2 separate regions of the Mus musculus genome follow, and region 1 is linked to region 2. Evidence: chromatin contacts called from public HiChIP or PLAC-seq data. All regions are on one chromosome and are shown on one strand. The core of a region is the stretch at or near the end of the contact, and the rest is flanking DNA. Distances in the headings are between cores, read along the strand shown. Region 1 overlaps Tspan9 (tetraspanin 9). Region 2 has its middle 9.0 kb from the start of Gm52919.

Region 1 (3,285 bases), core at 684-3,183, 640 kb after region 2:
AGCACCAACCAAGTGGGGTCTTCAGTTCCTTCACGTTGTCCAGTCCTGGTTGGAACCTGTCTCTAAGCAAGGGCAAGCTAAGGTGGCTCCTAAGCTAGAAGCTTCCTCTGTTAGCTCACTCAACCAAGGGCCTTTCAAAAGTTTCATTTAGAAACCGACATGCGAACTTGATAAGACAAACCCCTAACCTAATGTCTGCACCCAGCCCATCAAGGCTGGGACGTTGGTCTGCCCTGTTCACGATACGTCTTCGTGGTCGAGAATGGCACCCCAGCCTTGTCCATGCACTGCAGCCATCTGGACCTTGTCCTAGGCCTGCAAAAGGAAAGGTGCAGGCTCCCTAGACGACACGAGTCTATCAGCCTGTCTCAGGCTTCTTCGTCTCCAAGGAACTTACCCAGCACATGCCTAGCAGGTAAACGGAGGCCCCCAAAGTAATGTGGACAGGCCAAGCTAGCCCTGCAACCAAACTCCCCTCACTGCTAGCCACATACTAACCGCCCACATCTCATCTTCAGGTTGGCTATACTGACTGACTGGTCAAGTTAACGCATATTTCTGCCCCCAGGTAGGACATCCACACAGGCACCCATTTCTCCAGGGCCACGGCTGCTCCAAATTCACCCATGTCTGGGTACTCTATCCCCATCTAGTCAGACTCCATATCACCTCCACCCACCCAGCCCTTCACAAGGGGAAAGATGGGCCCTCCCAGAGTGGACTGATCCAGGGCGTGGTCATGAGTTCATGCTAGCCCCCTCCCAAGGCTTCTGTCGTAAAAAAAAAAAAAAAAAAAAAAAAAAACAGCTCCTTTTGAGGATCAGACTCGTGCTCTTCCATTGTCCTTCCACCACCGGACCCAGAAAATACTTGGAACACTGAATGTTTCTTCAGCGACTGGTGGGTAGGTGGGTGGGTAGGGGGTTGAGTGGGTGGGCGAGCTCAGGAACGGGGGCACATGCACATCCACATTCCCACTCAAGAAAGAAGCTCCCTCTAAACCCTGGCCTCTCCACTCCTGGAAGCCCCAGTACCCCGTCAGGAACTCCTAACATGGTGTTCCCAGCCTAGCACACAGCCCTGCACACCACTGGCCTTTTCAGCCTCACTACCTCCTATACCTGAAGAGAGCTGCTGCAGACATGGTCTCTGAGTGTAGATTCCAGCAGCAGCGCTACACCATCCCCGGGCCTCTGAAACCCCTCTTGGACAGCAGGAGACATGGGAACACGAGGGCTCCCAGTGCCCAAGACATAATGGCAGTTAATAAATTAGCAGATAAGGCAAAAAAGAGAGACAATCCTGACAATTTTAATTGCACCACCTGACACACTGGCTCCTTTTAAGAGCCCTGCCTGGCCCTGAAAGAGGACAACCTGCTAAGAACTTTGCAGTGGGGAGCAGAGAGGATTCGCTCCACTCACCAGGGTGGGAGAGGGGCTACTACTTTGTATTGCAAGCGGCCCTCTTTCTCTGCAGCTCATTCATTCTCATAGCCATAAAGAGAGGCAGACGGGCTGCTGGCTGGTGAGGAGGGGAGCCGGGGAGCACGTTTCCAACTCCATACCCATGGAAAAGAAAGGACAAAGGCAGAGTCTTCTGCCAAAGTCACCCAGCCAGCAGGAGGATGGTGGCTGCAGAGATTTGCTAGGGCCAGAGGGGAGGCAGCCATGAAGCGCCCCCCTACATCTGATCTGAGCATTTGCCTGCAGTCTGCATTCCAGTTCCCTCCATATAACTCCAGGGAAGGAGTCTATTAACTGTAGATCCCACTTCCCTGTGGCTAACATGCATCAGTCCTCATTTCCGAGAGGCTCACCAGGAACGAGTGTGACAGGCCTTTAAATATTTGAGCATGTGTACTTAGCAACGCTCTCTCCCAAGTCTCCTGGCCTAGGAAAGGGCTTTTACATCCTTCACCTCTGAGTCACCCTCTGCTGCTCATCTGTCTCACAGTGAAAGTCACTCTAGCTGGAGGGAACGGGCACTGCTCCCCTCCCACCCTCGGAGCTGAGCTCTGCACTTCTCGCATGGGCACAGCCCGTTGTAAGCGCCATTGGTTTGACTGGTGGCCTCGGCAGCTTGGCTGCCTGTTGAGTGTGTGCAGAATTTCAAACTGAATAGGACCACTCCTTGGCCATTCTTCACTGGATGTTGTTCTCCTCACAAGCTCCAATTTCTTCACAGCTCCACTCCACAGTCCCCAGCTCAGGGGTGACAGGGAGATCACACCCATATTTCTAAGCCTAATTTTCCTCCAAATAAACATTGCATAAGGCACCTGCAACCTACAACCCAGTTACATTTTGATGATTCCAGCATGGGCTAGTTCTGTACAGACACTAAGAATACTGTGCTTGGTGTGTGTGTGTGTGTGTGCGGTGGCACTCGGGGCTTGCTGTCCTCTTGTCTCTGGGAGGGTCCTGGTGCCTTTGTTGGAGTATGACTCATCTGATGGGACGCTGGGGTCTGGCTTTGGCATATGGAATCAGTGCCTTGCTCTCTACATGGGGTTGGTAGGGTTCAAGGGTGAGCAGATTCAATCTGGATCTGTCCTGGGCTTCACTGAAGGGTGCAGGAAGATGCCGGTCCTAGAGAGCAAAGGGCAAGGACTGTTTGCCACCTACCCTGTGTTGTTCCAACACAGCCCTTAAAGACAGGCTCACTACCCCCAGGAGGAAAGGGCGCCTGCTCAGGGAGGCTCCCCTGATGCACACCCTTCCCAGGCCCATCAGCTTTCTCAGAAGCTAGTGTCTCTCCACCTGTTGAAATGGGCTGTAGTGTCCCATGTGGCACTAAGATGGGTGGGGGTGTCACACCTGCCCCCAAGGGTGCCCGTGCCCCGAAAGCAAAAAGCTTGAGGATCGGCTCCCAGAAGGGCCACAAGATGATGTGTGGCTGGGACGGCAAAGAGCCCCAGATGACACAGAGCACCTGCCAGCCGTGTATAGGGAGAGCGATCACTCAACAGTCCATAAACATTGATTACTACTGCTGCCCCTCCCACACTGGTGCACCCTGGCAGAAGCGCGCTTTCTTCCCAATCAGGCACCTTCTAGGCCAAGAGCTCTGCCTAGCCTGGTAGCCACCGGCTTCAGGTGAGATGGGGCTCGGCAGGTGTCAGGGAGAAGGTATACCAGGGCATACTTGTATGACTCTGTGTTCCCCGGTTTTCACCAATCCAACCAGTTCCCGCTGGTTCTTGGCAGCAAGAGTCAGGGTCTGAGTCCCCAGACTGAAAGCTTCACTCGACAGGCACACAATTGTTCCTCGGATTGTTGTCCC
Region 2 (3,523 bases), core at 782-3,281:
ATAAATGCCTCACAGAAGCAGGGAGATCTGAAGGGGTGAGAAAGAAATTGTCCCGTCTGGTTTGGCTTCATTTTCTTTACCAAGGTCTACAAGCTTGTCCAAGGTGCAGCACAATCCATTTGACTCAGAGGATGTTGGAAGGAGCTAGCTGAGGTGGAGACATGAAGATGGGGGTGGGGTGGGGAATGGTGGCCAGCTGAGGGGGCCAAGGCAGGGCAAGCTCCAATGTGAAGAAATGAAGGAAACAATACTGATTCCCAGGCCGACATGGAAACCTTGTTACCAAACAAGTGCTCTGTGGCAGTCTCAGCTGATGGGCAGCAGACACCCAATTTCTATCCATCTGTAGAATGGGATGAACAATTTGTTACCACCATCTACTTAAAAATAATGCTGAAGGGCTGGCAAAGATGACTTGGGAAGTGGGGGTGGTAAAGGCACTGGCTACCTAGTCTGATGACCTGAGTTCCAGTTCCAGAAATCACAGGATGGAAAGAGAGAAAGTTGTCTTCTGGCTGCCATAAGCAGCATCTCAAATAAATAAACAAACAAATAAATATTGTAACAAGCAAACAAACAAAAACTTCAACATAAATAACTGCCTAAAGAGCCCCGGTGTTCAGCAGTTCTAAAGTAATGGTGTATATATTTAATCATGGAGATCAGGGCTTGGGGAGGTCAGGGGATGTTAGGAAGGCAATGGGATTAACACATCTTTACAGCTAGGGAAGAGGAGACCAAGGCAGGCTAGTGACCTGCCCATGGTCACAGCCGATGAGCAGCAGAGAACAGAGCTTTTTATGGCAAACCACGCTGGTAACACAGAGAAGCACCCTGTGCTCCCATGAAATGCAAGGCTTTAAGGGCTCCACTAAAGCCCCCTAAAGCAGGCAAAGCACTGCCGCCTGCCTTGTCTTCCGAGGGAGGCTTCCCAAGCTAGCAGCCCTGCCCATAACGCTCTGCCACATGCCACATCCACTAATGGTCTCTTCGCAGTATTGTGGCCGTTACCAAGTGCCTAAGCTATTAACTCACCAGCAGCAGGTGCCAAATTGCCTCTTCTTCTGCACAAGATGTTCATTTAAAACCAAATTACACGTAAATCCTCAAGTGCCTGCTTATTTCCTTCAGCCTTTAGCCTTTTTTTTTTTTTTTTTTGGTGGCCCCCACCCCCTTCACACCCGGCTGCTGGATGTCTCTGAGATGACACGTGGCGTCTCTCCGCAGTTGTGTAGTGAGAAACCGGGCTGTGTGAACCCCAAGCTCGTGGGCTTCCCGAGGGGCACAAATAGAACTGGAAGGATGCTTCGGGACGCTTCCACATCAACTTGACCCTCTTCCGTGGAAACTGAGGCCAAGAATGCAAAAAGGGCTTGCCCAAGCAAGCTGGAAAGACCAAACTAGCATAAGTCTTTTGCTTTGCCAAAGAGGAATCTAAGCTTAGAGAGGTGGTAAGTGACCACCCCTATGCTGGATCCAAGCCTGGAATCTGAGAGGGCCAAGAGGCAGCCCTGGGAAGCAAGCCTTCCTGCTGTCTTATGGCGCTGCGTCCCCTGAGGCCTGGGTGCCCCCTGGCCCTTGTGTGCAATGCTGAAGTCGCTATGGGGCACGCGATGGGGGCGGTGGGGGGAAGAGGGCTAGGGTCCTGACCCTGCAGAAATCAGCTTCGAGGAGGGGCCCCACCTCAGAGTTAAAGGGGCCTCTGGTTGGGGACCCCGGACAGGGTCCGAATGCCTTCCCCCATTCAGTAGGATTATCCCTTTTGAATTGTTGGGGGCGGAAAAAAAAAAAAGCTACAGCTAGCGAACCCTGCCTGACAACACCGAAGGAATTTTTCCCAGGGATCAGCCGAAAGCTGACTCACATTTAAAGACTTGCCCAAAGTGGTCATGCCCCTCTGAGCAAATACCACAGGCATGTAAAACCTCGCTCCCCGCGGCCTCCGGCGGCCGCCCATTGGAGCGGCGCGGCGCCTCTTGGGCCACGCTCAGCCAATCGCAGCGCCGCGGCGCCGGGTTGCTAACCCGGCTGCGGGTCGGCGGCAGGCGCGGGCCGGGAGCTGTCACCGCTTGTTTCCTGTCCCGGGGGCGGGCGTGCAGCGGGTGGGAGGCCCAGGCTGTTTGTTTAGGCAGGTAAGGCCTGCTAAGGGAAGCAAAAGATCCAAGGCGGAGCCACCTACCCGGGAGCCCGCCGTAGGGCCTGGGAGAGTGCAGGCTTCAGGCAGGCTAGGGTGCATTCCTGGGCTGCCGCCCCACGCTTCCAGGGGCCCCGGTCTGGGCGACCCCTCTGCTATCAGGATGCTTGCAAGTCCCGCTCCCATTAGTCATTCCGTGACATCACCACCAGAACCCCAGCAGAGGGCAAGCCGGCCAGGGTATCACCCCAAAGAAGTGAAAGGGTTCTGGCCTGGCCACTGCCTGATCCAGGAATCAGCGTGCCATCTTCATTTGAGACAAGGCTGTTCTCTCCTAGCCTTGGCTGGCCAAGAAAGAATTCACCCTACAGCTCAGGGAGGCCTAGAATTTGTGAGGGCTTTTTTTTCTACCCTAGCCTTTAGAGTGGAAGTGCAGGAAAGATTACAGGCATGAGCCCTTTATGCCCGGCACAACCGTAGCTCTTGTCTTCTGTCAACCTAAATACATTTTTTTGTTGTATGGGGTTGTTTTTGAGATAGTGTCTCGTGTGTCCCAGGCTGGCCTTAAATCTACTGAGGATGACCTAAAATGTCTGATCCACCTCCCGGTTGCTGGGATTGTGGGACTATACAGTTAACACTTGGTTTTATGCAGTGCTGTGGATCAAACCCAGGGTCTCCTGCGGGCCAAGCAAGCGTGTCACTGAAGACCTAGAGCTCCCAGTCCTGTTTGCTCATCTCTAAAATGAGATATGTAGGCCAGCCCTCTTCCCAGGCCCTGGCTCAAAGCCTGGTTCTTATCTGGAGTATGCAAGGAACGTTGAGGTTTGATTCCAGTCCCTCTGTTCCGATTTCCCACAGAACCCCCCAAGTGCTTTCTTATTTGGCACATGGCATCTAGCCATTGAGTCAAAACAGAGGGTCCTCTCTTCCCTTCCAGCCTCCCTTCTGTCCAGCTGTGCAGCACAGTTTCATATCCCCTCTGCTTGCCTCTAGCGTTTGCACCACCTGCCCCATCACTTAGACACACCATGTTTCTTCCCTTGTCTGTTTTCCAGGTCTCTGCAGAAATGGTCCATTCTCTCTGTGCCTTAATTTTCTGTAGGTCCCGTTGCTGTCATTTATGTGGCATCCCAAACCACAATTGTAGTTTCTTCTGTTAGACAGGATAGGAACCACTGTTGGTTTGTTTTGTGCACCTCTTTAGTTCCTAGCATGTGATAATTATTAAATTGAAGTTATTTTTAGAAAGAAAAGAAAAAGTCTGAGAAGCAGAGCCTGGTTGTAGAGGTAAAGGGTGCTAGAACCTGGCTCTGCTCCATCGTTTCTGTTAGAAAATTAGATTATTGAATAATGTATCTTGAGGGGAGTCACAAATCAATGCTCAAA

What was found. HiChIP or PLAC-seq counts read pairs in DNA pulled down with a chosen protein or histone mark.
Region 1: a contact with region 2 is called in a FOXA1 HiChIP or PLAC-seq map of pancreatic cancer cells. The contact joins two enhancer-like sites. A contact is called at or near these places in 1 of 484 Hi-C or Micro-C datasets (the HL-1 cell line) and 1 of 115 datasets of contacts at active chromatin or transcription factors (pancreatic cancer cells).

Annotation. Positions count from the first base shown.
Region 1 is chr6:127,972,263-127,975,547 of GRCm38.p6, forward strand. The region is part of intron 1 of Tspan9 (tetraspanin 9); the gene reads right to left. Among named protein-coding and RNA genes, the nearest start is that of Gm15870, 29 kb to the left of the region's middle. Within about 2 kb of position 1,934, at least 47 of the 459 cell types and tissues checked have an H3K27ac peak or open chromatin away from gene starts, as enhancers often do. A contact at or near this core is called in the HL-1 cell line and pancreatic cancer cells, where this site is marked.
Region 2 is chr6:127,328,405-127,331,927 of GRCm38.p6, forward strand. No RefSeq gene overlaps it. Among named protein-coding and RNA genes, the nearest start is that of Gm52919, 9.0 kb to the left of the region's middle. Within about 2 kb of position 2,032, at least 227 of the 459 cell types and tissues checked have an H3K27ac peak or open chromatin away from gene starts, as enhancers often do. A contact at or near this core is called in the HL-1 cell line and pancreatic cancer cells, where this site is marked.